Regions from separate parts of the Zea mays genome. Here regions 2 and 3 are each linked to region 1. A link is a contact called in public Hi-C data. All regions are on one chromosome and are shown on one strand. Each heading gives the region's core, a stretch centred on a gene start, on an enhancer-like site or on the middle of the called end of the contact. The rest is flanking DNA. Distances are from core to core; before and after follow the strand shown. Region 1 holds the start of LOC103626393 (E3 ubiquitin-protein ligase BRE1-like 1). Region 2 has its middle 29 kb from the start of LOC103626388. Region 3 holds the start of LOC100216667.

Evidence for each region. Hi-C and Micro-C count contacts between places; a contact is called where the count stands out from the background.
Region 2: a contact with region 1 is called in a Hi-C map of tassel, with 2.3 times the contacts expected there. The contact joins the enhancer-like site here to the promoter of LOC103626393 in region 1. A contact is called at or near these places in 3 of 25 Hi-C or Micro-C datasets (ear, leaf and tassel).
Region 3: a Hi-C map of tassel shows a contact between it and region 1, with 3 times the contacts expected there. The contact joins the promoter of LOC100216667 here to the promoter of LOC103626393 in region 1. A contact is called at or near these places in 2 of 25 Hi-C or Micro-C datasets (ear and tassel).

Annotation. Positions count from the first base shown.
Region 1 is chr5:56,967,283-56,971,701 of Zm-B73-REFERENCE-NAM-5.0, forward strand. LOC103626393 (E3 ubiquitin-protein ligase BRE1-like 1) reads left to right here and starts at 1,440. Exons shown (of 21, transcript NM_001346887.1): 1 at 1,440-1,574; 2 at 3,891-4,018; 3 at 4,127-4,282. The coding sequence starts at 4,229.
Region 2 is chr5:56,702,259-56,706,210 of Zm-B73-REFERENCE-NAM-5.0, forward strand. No RefSeq gene overlaps it. Among protein-coding and RNA genes, the nearest start is that of LOC103626388, 29 kb to the left of the region's middle. Within about 2 kb of position 2,158, at least 20 of the 20 cell types and tissues checked have an H3K27ac peak or open chromatin away from gene starts, as enhancers often do. A contact at or near this core is called in ear, leaf and tassel, where this site is marked.
Region 3 is chr5:56,503,855-56,507,847 of Zm-B73-REFERENCE-NAM-5.0, forward strand. It overlaps LOC100216667, which reads right to left and starts at 2,237. Exons shown (of 9, transcript NM_001143076.2): 1 at 2,136-2,237; 2 at 1,801-2,051; 3 at 1,561-1,670; 4 at 1,395-1,445; 5 at 1,045-1,188; 6 at 826-915. The coding sequence starts at 1,996.

The sequences.
Region 1 (4,419 bases), core at 190-2,689:
GGCGTCCTACCTTGCTGCGATGTGGGAGCCTGGAAGGCGGTACACGGGAGCGTCGGGTGGGGATGAGATAGGGGGAAGGCGTCAGCATCTGGTCGCACGGGAGGCGTTGGCAAGCGTGGGGTGGAGGAAGAGCGCTCGACTACCTCGCTGGTGATGCGGTGAGGCGGGCGGGGGCCGCGACATGTGCGGAGCGTGGGGTGGAGGAAGAGCGCTCGACTACCTTGCTGGCACTTTGGTGAGGCGGACAGGGGCGTCGGGCGAGGGCACGTCATCCTACCTCGTTGGGGGGCGGTGACCTCACCGCAGGCCAACCCGGCGGCTGTAGCGGCGGGGGGACGCGGGGAGGGCTGCGGCAACGGGTTTTCGAGGGGCAGGGCAGGGATCTCGCGGTGGACGTGGATGCGGCTGTCACGACGGTGAGGCGGGCAGGGGCATCACGAGCGGAGACGGGGGCACGAGGTGTGGGGCAGGGTTTGGGTGGAAGGGCGGGGATCTCGCGGCGGATGCGAACGGGGGCAGGGCATGGCGAGCGAAGGCGTCAGGCAGGGGAGTGCTGCACGCGGGCGGCGTGCGTGTGGTAGGCCAGGCGTGCATCGCGGCGGGCGTGCAGGAGAAGCAACGGCAGGCGAGCAGGATTTGCAGAGCGTGAGATGCGGCGGGCAGCGGAGCGGCGGTTGCAGGGCGAGGGCAGTCTACAATCCAACCTTAATAGTTAGTACAGATAAGAAATTAAGACTCTACCGTCACTTGTTTTTTATGTCTATTTCAAATGAATGATGATAAATCTAGACACATATATAAAACACATACATCAAATATTATATGAATTTATTAATTATCTAAAACAAATTTTAATTTGAGTGAGTACAAACTAGAGAAGTGGTGTGGGAAAGTGTGCTGGATCAGAAACAAACTGTCTCAACTTAACAAGATAATTTTTTTTACTTAAACAATAATATGTTAAGAAAAAAGTTATAGCTTAACTAGAAAAAATACTACAGCTTCATGGACTAAAATATTCCATATCTAGGAGATTTTGTCTAACATCAATCACAAAGAAATTGTATTCCAACGTCATGAGAAAACACATCCCAACACCACAAGAAAAAATGTTAAGGACTGGGAGAAAAAATCTCATGGAATAAAAGGTTATAACATACTGTAGAACACAAATTTCAAAAGAAGCAAAAAACATAATAATATAACAAAGAGAACCAATTGCCATGGAAAAAAGAAAAAAAAGGAAAAGAAAGCGGAGAAAGAACGAATCATTTTCATGGGCTGCTCTCACTAACGAACCAACCTAGTAGTCATGCACATCAGCGTCTGCAGTTCTGCACCTGCACGCGCACACAAATCGGCCCAGTAGCGCGTGTGGAGAAGCTGTAATAGTAGTCCCGGAGGAATTCGCTCTCCTGAGTGGAGACTGGAGACTGGAGTTCACAACTGTTTTCGCTGTTTCTCTCTCCCGTAGCCCAGTTTACCTCGCCTAGGGCGACCACCGCCGCCGCCCTACGCCAGCTGCCCAGGTCTTGGGCGGACCCTTTGCCGGCGACGAGCACCCACCACACCAGGTATGCCCGCTCTTTGTCTTCTCTTCCTGCTTGGTGACACCCATGTCTTTTGTTGGGCCCGCCCCTGCCCCCAAGGTGAGCCCAACCCTAACTCGCTGTGGAGTTATTGGGTCCGCCCCTACCCCAAGGTGAGCCCCAACCCTAACTCGCTGTGGAGTATGAAAAAAATCGATGTGGATGGATTTGGTGTGGATGGATTTGGGACCCAGGGCTGTCACCAGTGGGATTTTTCTCAAACCCAGGGTTGGATTCATTTGTGTAAGACTAGATTCTAAAATTCTTTGAATTCAGTTTTAAAAATATTATGTCTCTATTGGTGTTGCTGCGCCCATGAATACTTCCACATCTGGACGAGTTTGTCACGTCCTGTGGCCGCCGTCGACGAGGAATGTGGCTCCGACAAACTCGCCTTGCCGCTTCTTCACGAGGAAGACGACTGGAAACTGTTCTGAATATTCTCTTCGATGCCCTGTCGTGTTCTGGATGTCCTTTTGTATCAACTCTTGCATCTCGACTTGGGCCATGGACTGGGCTGCGGTGTCACCACTTCACAAGTGGGCCGGATGTTACAGAGTTTATGTATCATCAATATATAAGGTTTGAGTACAAAAGGAATCATAGACACATCAATAGATGTGCAAAAGCGCAAGCTATGTCCTGATATGGTTTACTTGGTAACGGAAGCGAATCGAAGTGGAAAAGCAAGCATGTGCCAGAACCTGAAACGTAATTCAGAAATAACGGATGATGAATGTCCGTTTTCCCCGAACATGCAGGAGAATTCTGCATTATTATATTAAGAAGAAAAAGGCTCTAGATAACTTGTACAACCCTTAGTAGGGGTAAAAGAATAAATACGGAAAGGACTCGCCGAATGGACAATAGTGCAAACCAGTGACCAAGAAAGAGAGACCATCATGTCCATATGCTACGGAGCCCCTCGGCTCCTGCCATACCCACATCTTGGGCCTCATCTCTAATACCCCACATGATGTCATCAAAATTAGGCGAGAAGCCCTTAAAAAGGAAACACACCCATTTATATGTTTCCAAATACAGCTTGCCACCAACAAGACCAATGAGTTGAAACCCTAGCTGGCGTCGCGGTGTAGATGGCGACATTCTAAACAAACATCTTGGTATCTTGTAACACCCCATGATTCCAGCCACAGGGTCCGTTGGTGCATGCAGCTGGCTGTGCCTTGCCTATCATGGATGTGGCCGTGAAATTCAGGGCAGCTGTTTCGGTCCCTTTGCATGCGCTGCATGGTTGCATGGCTAGCACCTTGGGTTCCCTGGCTTGCCGGCTTGGAGGCATGGTGGATGCAAAGGGGCATGGAAAGGATATACATCGACCTATCATGAAGAATTACGACCTGAGTTGGAAGCAGCCTTGATGCCGAGCGCTAATTGCCCGTAATCTGCCCCACGAGTCGAGGCGGCCCAACCTATAAGAGATTTTGACTCGGTTGCCAGCTGGAGTGCTTCAACTTGTGAACCTGCTGTGGCTATTGGAGAGGAGGAACACATGTCTAATAATGTTACCAGAGCCCTGTACTTTGATCCTTGTTATTGATGCTTTTTGTCTGCTGTACGTATCAGCATAGGCGCCCACGGATATCCCAACAGCCGGCTAAAGAGGGGGGGTGCTAGGTGGCAGGACCGCAGGACTATATAAGCCGCATAGAGGAGAGGAGAGGGTAAGCAGAATTAGAAATTCAGGTATTTAGGCACAATATAATATTCAGGTATTCATCCACCTGAATACTATAAAATGATAAACATCGGAGGATTTAGGCACAATATAATATTCAGGTATCTCCGCATTTGCGGGGGAAGGCTCTCCTTGGTTTATCCCTTCCCTAGACCCCACTTATGTTGGAGCCTGGTCTGCCCTTTTATAATATTCAGGTATCTATAAGTGTATAGAACCAAATGCTATATTCTTGGTAAAGATTATTGAACTTTTGACGTAACCTAGGCCATGAGTCTGCTAGAAGATACAGTTTGGATTAAATTGCAGTGTTTCATTTTGTCTTTGAATGCATACCAATATTCATTGGGTTCAGATGTAATTTATCTGCTATGTGAAATCTAGAAACTGCCTCAATCAGCACATTTCTATTTATCTTGTTGTATGTTCTGTCCCAACACAGGGTTTTCTTGCATGTTAATAAACATTTTAAAGTTCCAACAAAGCACCAATGGTGCTCAGAGAAGGAAAAATGCTGTAGCTGTACTTTTTGTTTTGTAAATCATGTCTGCTAATGAGACCAATTAATTAATACCATGTTTTTAATCCGAATCATGTTACAGATCAAACTCTAGATATTGCCACTCTACGTCCCAGCATCCTATGACCACATGGTTTAGACAGTGCTGTCCAGGTGGATGATGAATTGTGGTGCCCAAACGGAGGCACGTGGCACGCCTCTTGAAGATAGGTAAATTATGTGCATCTTGTCAGTTCCTTGAACATACTATAAGATCATGTACCTCTCTAAGGTCTAAGACAAATAAGTGCTCTTAACACTCTACATCACCATGCACAGGCACTGGTTGGAAACAGATTTTGTTGGCGCTCCAAGAGTTCATACTTATGTACTTTCCTTTCTCAAATCATAACAAATCTTAGGCAGTTCAAGCTTAGCTGAATGTCAACTTGCCTCCACGTGCAAGATCCCAGAAACATTGCTATGTCTCGTCCGGTAAGTACAAATGAGCAATTATTTTCTGTGTTTTGCGAGGTTTTACTAGTAGTAATTTACTAAAAATGGAACAACTGTATACTGCACATTCTTCTGCATCTTTTGTCTTTCTATGCTTTCTGCTTGTTTAGTTGTTG
Region 2 (3,952 bases), core at 908-3,407, 260 kb before region 1:
AAGACTTTACCGAGTGTTTTTCGGGCTCAAGCACTCGACAAAGCGGTCGATTTCAGTAGTGTACGTAGGCGTCGGCTCCATCCCGCCGGCCCGGCCGTCGTCCTGTTCAGCACGGTCCGCGCGCCGCCGGTGACGAAGGTCGAAGAAGACGCGCGCGGAGAACGTCGTCGTCCAAGCTTGAAAAGGGCGGCGGCCGACGACAAGATTTTCGCCCGCGCGCGATGTGCGGCGCTGAGATTTAATTGCTCGGCTGCCTTTTTGCAGCAGCTGTAACGTGTACTGTCATACTGTGCTGTACTGACCGACCCGTCCTTTTCCCCTCGCGAAATAAAAAAGAAAAGTATATAAATGAGCGGTGCTTGACTTCCACCACCAGGCAGCTATGCTCATCGCCCGTCGGCAGTCACCCCGCCCAGCGGGCCTTCTCTTCACCACCTACATTTTGATGACAATTGGCATTTGATCTAAAGAGTGACGAACAAAATATCTATGCACTTTTCTAAATGACCCATTATTATATTTATGGGACTATAGAGACATGTATCAGAATATAGATGATCGAATACGTTGTGCAGTGGCGGATCCAGGATTGATCCAAGAGAGGGGCTACTAAGTTAAGACTATAACAAAAAAAAAATTCAGTAAAAATTGTTAACAACATCTATGATATAGTAATATGAATAATACTATTAAGATGACCCTTGTTCACATTTCAGTATCGAGAAATTCGCCTAAACTCGCGCTGGATTCACCATACTTAGCGAGGAAAACGAAAAGGCATAATGATCAATGCTCATGTAACAGGAGAAATGGCAGACCTTTTTGTTTTCGGCGATGACACCAAGCACGAACGCCAGAACCCCAAAGAACGTGACGCTAAGAGAAATCCATCGCTCCTGCAGGACAAGTAAACCGTGCACTGGGATCAACAAACCTATTGCTTAAGTAATGGAATGCAGACAAGACGTCACGACAAGATGCCAACGACGACGTATTGGAAATTTCTCCCCCACAACTCGCCGCTCGGGGCCTCGGGCTGCTGCGGCCTGCGCAGCTGCGCTCCGCGGCTGTCCTGTCGGCTGGCGCCTCCGCGTGACCGCGCCTGGCTGTGGCGGCCTGGTGGGCGAGCCGCGAGCGCGGTGTGGCGCTGCGGGTGGCGGGCGAGCCGCGAGCGCGCTGCGGGTGGCGGGCGACGGGGCGAGCCGCGAGCGCCTGGGCGGCTGGCGGTGGCGGCCTGGCGATGGCGGGCCGCGGGCGAGCGCGCTGGAGAGGAGGCAGGACCGCAGGACCAGGAAGCAGGAGCCAGGAGGTGCCGAGGCGGGTAGAAGAAAGCAGACGGCAGGGAGCGGCGCTGCGGCGGCTGAAGCTGAGGCTGGACGCAGGACGGCTGCCGCTAGGTCACGTCGCGCGACGATGGGCCTCTACTGGGCCGTGACTGCCGACCGGGGCTGCAGCCCAGGCAGCCCCGGGTGGAGATCCGCCCCTGACGTTGTGTCTAGCAGGTCAGCCCGATACACAGTTCATTTAATAGTGTCATGTGTTGGCAATTATCTTGTTTGTAGTGCCTACTCGACCCTACACGGTTATATAATTTTTTGCAATTTCTATTTGGTATATAACATAGTTGACCTCAATTAGTGTTATACTGTTATCCGCCTTCGCTCTGAGAGGGCGTATGTTTGAATCCCCTCTTCATGGTAGGTTTATTTTTGTCCTTTTTTTATTTAATCAAATGGGCTTCACGGACGAATCAGCCGGCTAGCATGGTTAGCATCGAGGGCACCCTGTATAATCTTGAAGCTGGCTCGAAGCTAGACTTCATATATTTTTTTTATTAAAACAAGGTTTCGAAGATTAAACAAGATCCTAAAATTATCAATCACGTAATTTTTTTTAGAAAAAACAATATTTGGATATTTTGTAGAAGAAAAAACAGTACTGTTTAGCTTCTTTTATAAAGTCTATTTTTTCGTTGAACTATAGTAACATTAATCTGTCATGGCTGAGGTAGTAACTGGAGGGGTACAATTGAACTCCGATGTTGAAGCCTTGAGGGTCAAAAGAACTTCTCACAAGCAACATCTGCCTTCCCTCGGCCCAGGAGGAAGAAGCTTCCGTCCGATGGGCTAGGGTCACGGCCCACCACACGGCAACCTCGTGGGCATGCGCCGAGCAGCCGGCTTATATAAATGGACCGGCCAGCCCGAGCGCATCCTAGCGTAGGGTTCCTCTCATCGCCTGTTCCGCCGCGCCGCCTTCTCCACCCTTCGCGCACCGTGTTCTTGTCACTTGTCGGCACACATCTTGCTACGGTGTTCTACGCGGGATTTGCTGTCTGTGTTTCTCTTTCATTGTCTTCCATGTAGGTTTGATCTACGCGCCGCCCTTTCATTTTGGTTCCTGATGCTTTCTTCCATGATTCCGCTTGCGGTTCGCCTGATCGGTATTGACGAGGAGGTAGTATGATGGCGATGACGAAAAACTATGGTTCGCTCGTCTGATCGGCGGCGGGGTTTAATCCCCACTGCCTTGCTGAGCTTAAAAGTAGTCCGAGCCACTCGTTTCCTTCCTCTGAACCCAGATCTGGTCCGCTTTTTTCCGATATGTGGCTTTCTGTGCGGTTCTGCCGTGATCCGCGGTCTCCAATCTGTGGTTTTCTGAGTTGTTCTGCGGCGTTCGGGTTCTTAATTTTTTTTGGTATTGGTGTTGCGATGATGATTTCTCATCAGCTTAGAGATCTGCTCGATGAGCTTGGGAAATGATCTTGCATTGTTTCCTCCTGAGCGGTTACCTGAGCAACCCAACAATCCTTATCCTTGATTTGTGATTTTGCATCGATGTAGATGACATTGTTTTGGCAATGAAAAAGCCCCATAAATAGGGATCCAGACGATTCGTTTTCCAAGTACTATCATGCTTGACAGAGTTCACTGAATTTCAATATACAAGTACACAGACGCGGGCAACGCATCTGCGACATGAATATTTTTTGTTGCGATGATGAGTTCTCATCAGCTGAGAGCTCTGCTCGATGGGCTTGGGAAATGATCCTGCATTGTTTCCTCCTGAGCGGTTACCTGAGCAACCCAACAATCCCCATCTTTGATTCCTGATTTTCCATCGATGCATATGACAATTTTTTTGTCAAAAAAAGATTGCAGATGATTCATTTTCCAAGTAATATCATGTAAAGCCGAGTCAACTGAATTCTAAGATACACTAACGCCAACAATGCACCTTACACGTCCAAGTATGTAACTTGAGAAAATGAGAAATATCTTTACAAGTGCATGACAAACAAATTTAAAAGGCTTGTGATAATTCTGCAACTTGGAGCAAACAAACTGTAACACAGGCACACGACAACGGTCCCAATTGGTAGAGCTGGTTGACTAGGCACCTTACCACCTTGTCCTTGCCGACCAGGCTCTTTACTAGAGATGGCAGCGGCTAAAAACCGCTGGTATTATTTGTCCAAACTCACTTATCCAAATACATACCCGCAAAGAAAAAATATGCCCGCTAAAAAACTCATATTCATGGCAGGTATAAAATTTTGTCCAAACCCATATCCATGCGGGTTTTGGATATCCAATGGGTTTTTTATATCCACTAACATCAACATAAAAAATAATTTATCACGTAAATAACAATCAATACATTAATAAGCAGGGATAAAAAGAACAAGTGATAACTAATTTTAGCTTAAAATTTGTTACATGAAGTTTATTTTAATTAGAACATATTCAATTAATAATATTATGAGATATATTTATAAGGAATGATGATTTTAAGGTGAGTTTTAAAAACCCATGAGTTTGCGGGTATGGTTAGTGGAAGAACATGCCCACGTACTCGTTGGGTTTTCATTTGAATCCATTAATAAACTCATGGGTACAGAAATTGACCCAAACCCATATCCTAATAGAGTAAAAACCCACCGGGTTTCGGG
Region 3 (3,993 bases), core at 987-3,486, 460 kb before region 1:
AACATTGTAAAATAGGCATGCACATGGTGGGATGCTAGGCTAAAAAACGAATGAAAATAGTCACAAACAAACGCAAGAACCTGCAACTTGTTACATCTTTAGAATCAACGCTGCTCAGTTAGTCTTTGAATGGATAGATTCGATCCTCATACTATGTCTCAGGTTAACGAGAAGTCCATCATGGCAGCCACACAAGGTAGTAAGAAAAGTATAAACTGTAGTTTGAACACTTGTTTACATTCAACATTTTGTTCAATGTGAGCAGCAGTAATATTTTGGATTGGAACTATTGTTAAATCAAACATTGAGCAATACAGACAAGGCAAACAAAACAAAACAGTGAACATGTTTGGAAACAGCAGCGGAAGCGGAAAATGTCCTAGAGAAAAATGTAACAGAAGCAGTAGATTGCAGAACTGGGAGGGCTCAGCAGCTTATTATTGAGAGGAATATTCAGATAAGGTCATCATCAAACTAGTAATGTATGCCTAACAAGGTGGAGTCAAAGGTAGTACAACTAATACTTAGTATGTGTACAAGGGAGAACAGCTCTTGAAAAGTTCTCAGATTAGAACCAATCATCACAGGATCCCCCAGTTCGTAATGGCTGCATTGACATCCTTCTTCCAAGCTGATAAGGAATAAGATAAACAAAAAAACACCCCCCCCCCCCCGACACACACACACTGCAGCATTTTCAACCAAACTACTCAGTTTACTTACTTTTCAAGCACACATGGTGAACAAGACGCTATGACAACAAAGATAAGGCGCGAGGGCAAACTAAAAAAACTGTGCATATGAAACAATGCATGTATGGTCCACCTGGGTTGAGAAGTTGTCCAGTATTAAATGGGGGTAAGCTTCTGACATTTTGCCCATCGTCTTCCTGTCCTTGATATCATGACGTGTCACCTGCACACAACAACAAAGCCTCAGGATACAACCAAGTGTGGGCACTCTGCACTCATTCTGTAATCTGTACACTTATGGCCAGCACCAGCTCAGAATATATATACTTCAAAAACCGATAAGCACACTTACCACATTGAGCAACCCAAAGTATGCAGTTGGACCATGTGGTAGATGGGAGACAATCAAACCATCAGGTTGACCACGGTGTTCATGGACCAGAATAAGATCTGTTATATCATGTGAGCGGCAGGCCTCCACAATTTCTGATATGACCTGCGAAAAATACAGATGGGAGAGTGAACAACAACAATAACAAAGAGAAACAAAATACTAGAGTGCAGGATACACTAAAGCACACGAATTGTGCGTGGCAATATGTTCGCTACCTAAACATCATAGACCTAAGTTTTAATTTATTGCAAAGGATTCACAACAAGAACTGTTGATATATGTGGCATAAACAAAAGAGCATCTTATACCTGTCCACCACGGTTCATTCTTTGTGAGTTTGGGAAGACAACCTTGAGCTCCTAGGCACAGCAAAAGAACCAGAAAGGTCGGTTTAGCTGAAAGCCTGAATGCAATGCATCATTTGGACCCACGGAAAGCGTCTAGAAATTTCCATCCAGAAAAACAAAAGCATACCTTAACAAACTGAGTTAGGGGCGCGCTAGGATTGCGAGAAGTGGTCAATAGTATCTTGGGCTCCCGAATGGTGGCAGTAGCGTACTCGTTGTCAACGATGCTCTTGGGAACTGCAGCACACCCATTCACCGATCCACACAACAACAGAGTAAGCGAACACATCATTAACCAGACACAAACGACGATGCAAACCTCTCACGCCCTACAACAAATGGAGGAGGGGATACGGCAACAGCGCACCTTGACGCTCCTGGTCCTCGAGGTCGATCTGCCTCCGCAGGTCGTGCTCCTCGTTGCGGAGCTCGGTGGGGATGGGCTTGCCCTCCTCGAGCGCCGCCCGGATCCGGCGCTTCTTCTCGAACAGCGCCCGCTGGGGGCCCTCGAGGCTCTTGGAGTACAGGTACTCCCGACGCTGACGTATGTTCCGCCGTAGCATCTTCGCTTACCTTCTTCTCCTCCTCCACCAGGGGTGAATCTAGTAGATGGATAATCTTTGGGAGCAGGCATCAAATAGTCAAATAGCTTGAAAACTCGCTCTGGCACAGCAGGACAGGGAAAATAAGGGGGGGGGATACCTGGTGAGCGCTCTTCGCCGGCGAAGGCTTCGACACCTGACGTAGGACAGCGGCGGCGGCGGCGCACCCAGTCGTCGCAGAGAGGGCAAGCGCAAGGCGGCTGGCACTGGGAGTGGGAGAAGACTGGTGGCCGTAGTTATACGTTCGCTTGGTTGTAGTTGGGCTTTTAATGGGCCTTCTCCGATGCCCATACGCGCCAGCATACCTGCATATGCTAGTGATGATCTGGCTTGTTTGGCTATTTTTTATCACGTTTAAGGCTGCTGACAGTGCACTATCCCTCTCTCACCGCTCTAGATGTCTAGACGGGCCGGACTTATCGGGCGGTCCCAAACCTAGCACGAGTTTGATCCGACACGAATCTGACGGAAGAAAATTCTTTTACAACCTCTCACATCCACCACTCGAAGGCCCACAAACACAGATTAAAATTTACAAAAAAACTCTTTAGTAATTTGTTTTTCTTCTATTTATATGGAACAACATCTGGTATATGTGAGGGGCTGTAAAAGAGATTCTTTTACATCCGGTATGTAAAGAACTTTTTTCCGAACCTGGCACGGTACGTAGTGAACCGGGCCTGTGCCAGTTCGACCCGATCACCGGGCCGTGCCAGGTTCGTGTCGGGCCAAACCCGTGCCGGATTTCGGACACGGCCCGTTTTTATTTTTTTTTCTATTTTTTGTATAAATACATATATTATACTTGAATATAGAGTATAAAACAAAAGAAACATTTGTTTTTGTTGGTTGTGGGTGTAAATAAATGTTTAGAGCTAATAAATATGGTTTAACCCTCAAATATGCATACTTTTAGGATATTTTTATCATTTAAATGTCATATGTTGTTATTGGCCTGATAGGCCCATCGGGTCATGGGCGGGTCCGGCACGATTATTGATCTAGCGGGTCGTGCCTGGGCCTCGCTTGGGGCCCGTGGGTCGGCACGACACGGCTCGCTAACTAATCCGGGTCGGGCAGGCACGATCCCAATCCGTGTTGGGCCTAACCGTGCTCGGGCCGGCACGTCCCACCCATTTGAACATCTATACTCACCACTACCACGTTAGTTCTTTGCTTCACTCTTATCCGTGACCCATAGTCACATCAGCTTTTCTATTTCAGAATTAAGTAATTCACGTAGATTCGTTTTGATGCTTACAAATCACACAACGTACTAATTTTTTATTGAATTAAAAATTACGGAGTGCATAGTAATTAAAATAAAAGTGCATGACAAATAAAAAATTATATACATCTAATCGGAGTCCTCAATCCCATCCTCATCTTCCTCCAACATACTACAAGGATTGGGGATAAAATTTGTGACTTACTGCAAAAACAAAATTCATGTTTTTTGGACTCCAAACAGTTGAAAACGGCTTGCACACGTGATGATGACGTGACCATCTAGACCAATCAGAACCCACCACCTCACTCTCGCAAGTGTCTCACCTCTGCCAACACATCACTCGCCTCTCACCTGTCCTTGCTCGAGGGCACGCTCCAACACGGACGAGAGTGAGGCGATATCACCCACTCTCGTCGGGCGGTCGCAGCGTCGCCCACCGGCTCGCTCTCGCCCCGACCCCGGTGATAGGAGCGCTCTCTCGCCCACACTCTCAATCGTGTTGCCACCATCCTAAGGTCTGACCGAGTTAGATATGTGTTTGGTTTGTAGCCGCAGTTGTGACAAGATTTTCCTCAAGCTGCGTAGGTCTCACTTGTTAATGATATGTAAAAGTGTGGCAAGATTCACTTAGACGTTGCAAACTTTGACAACCCCTTAAAAATACATGTCGGTTAATAATACTACTAGAAAAGCCACGCCCTGTGGGGCACTCTACCATGCGTACATA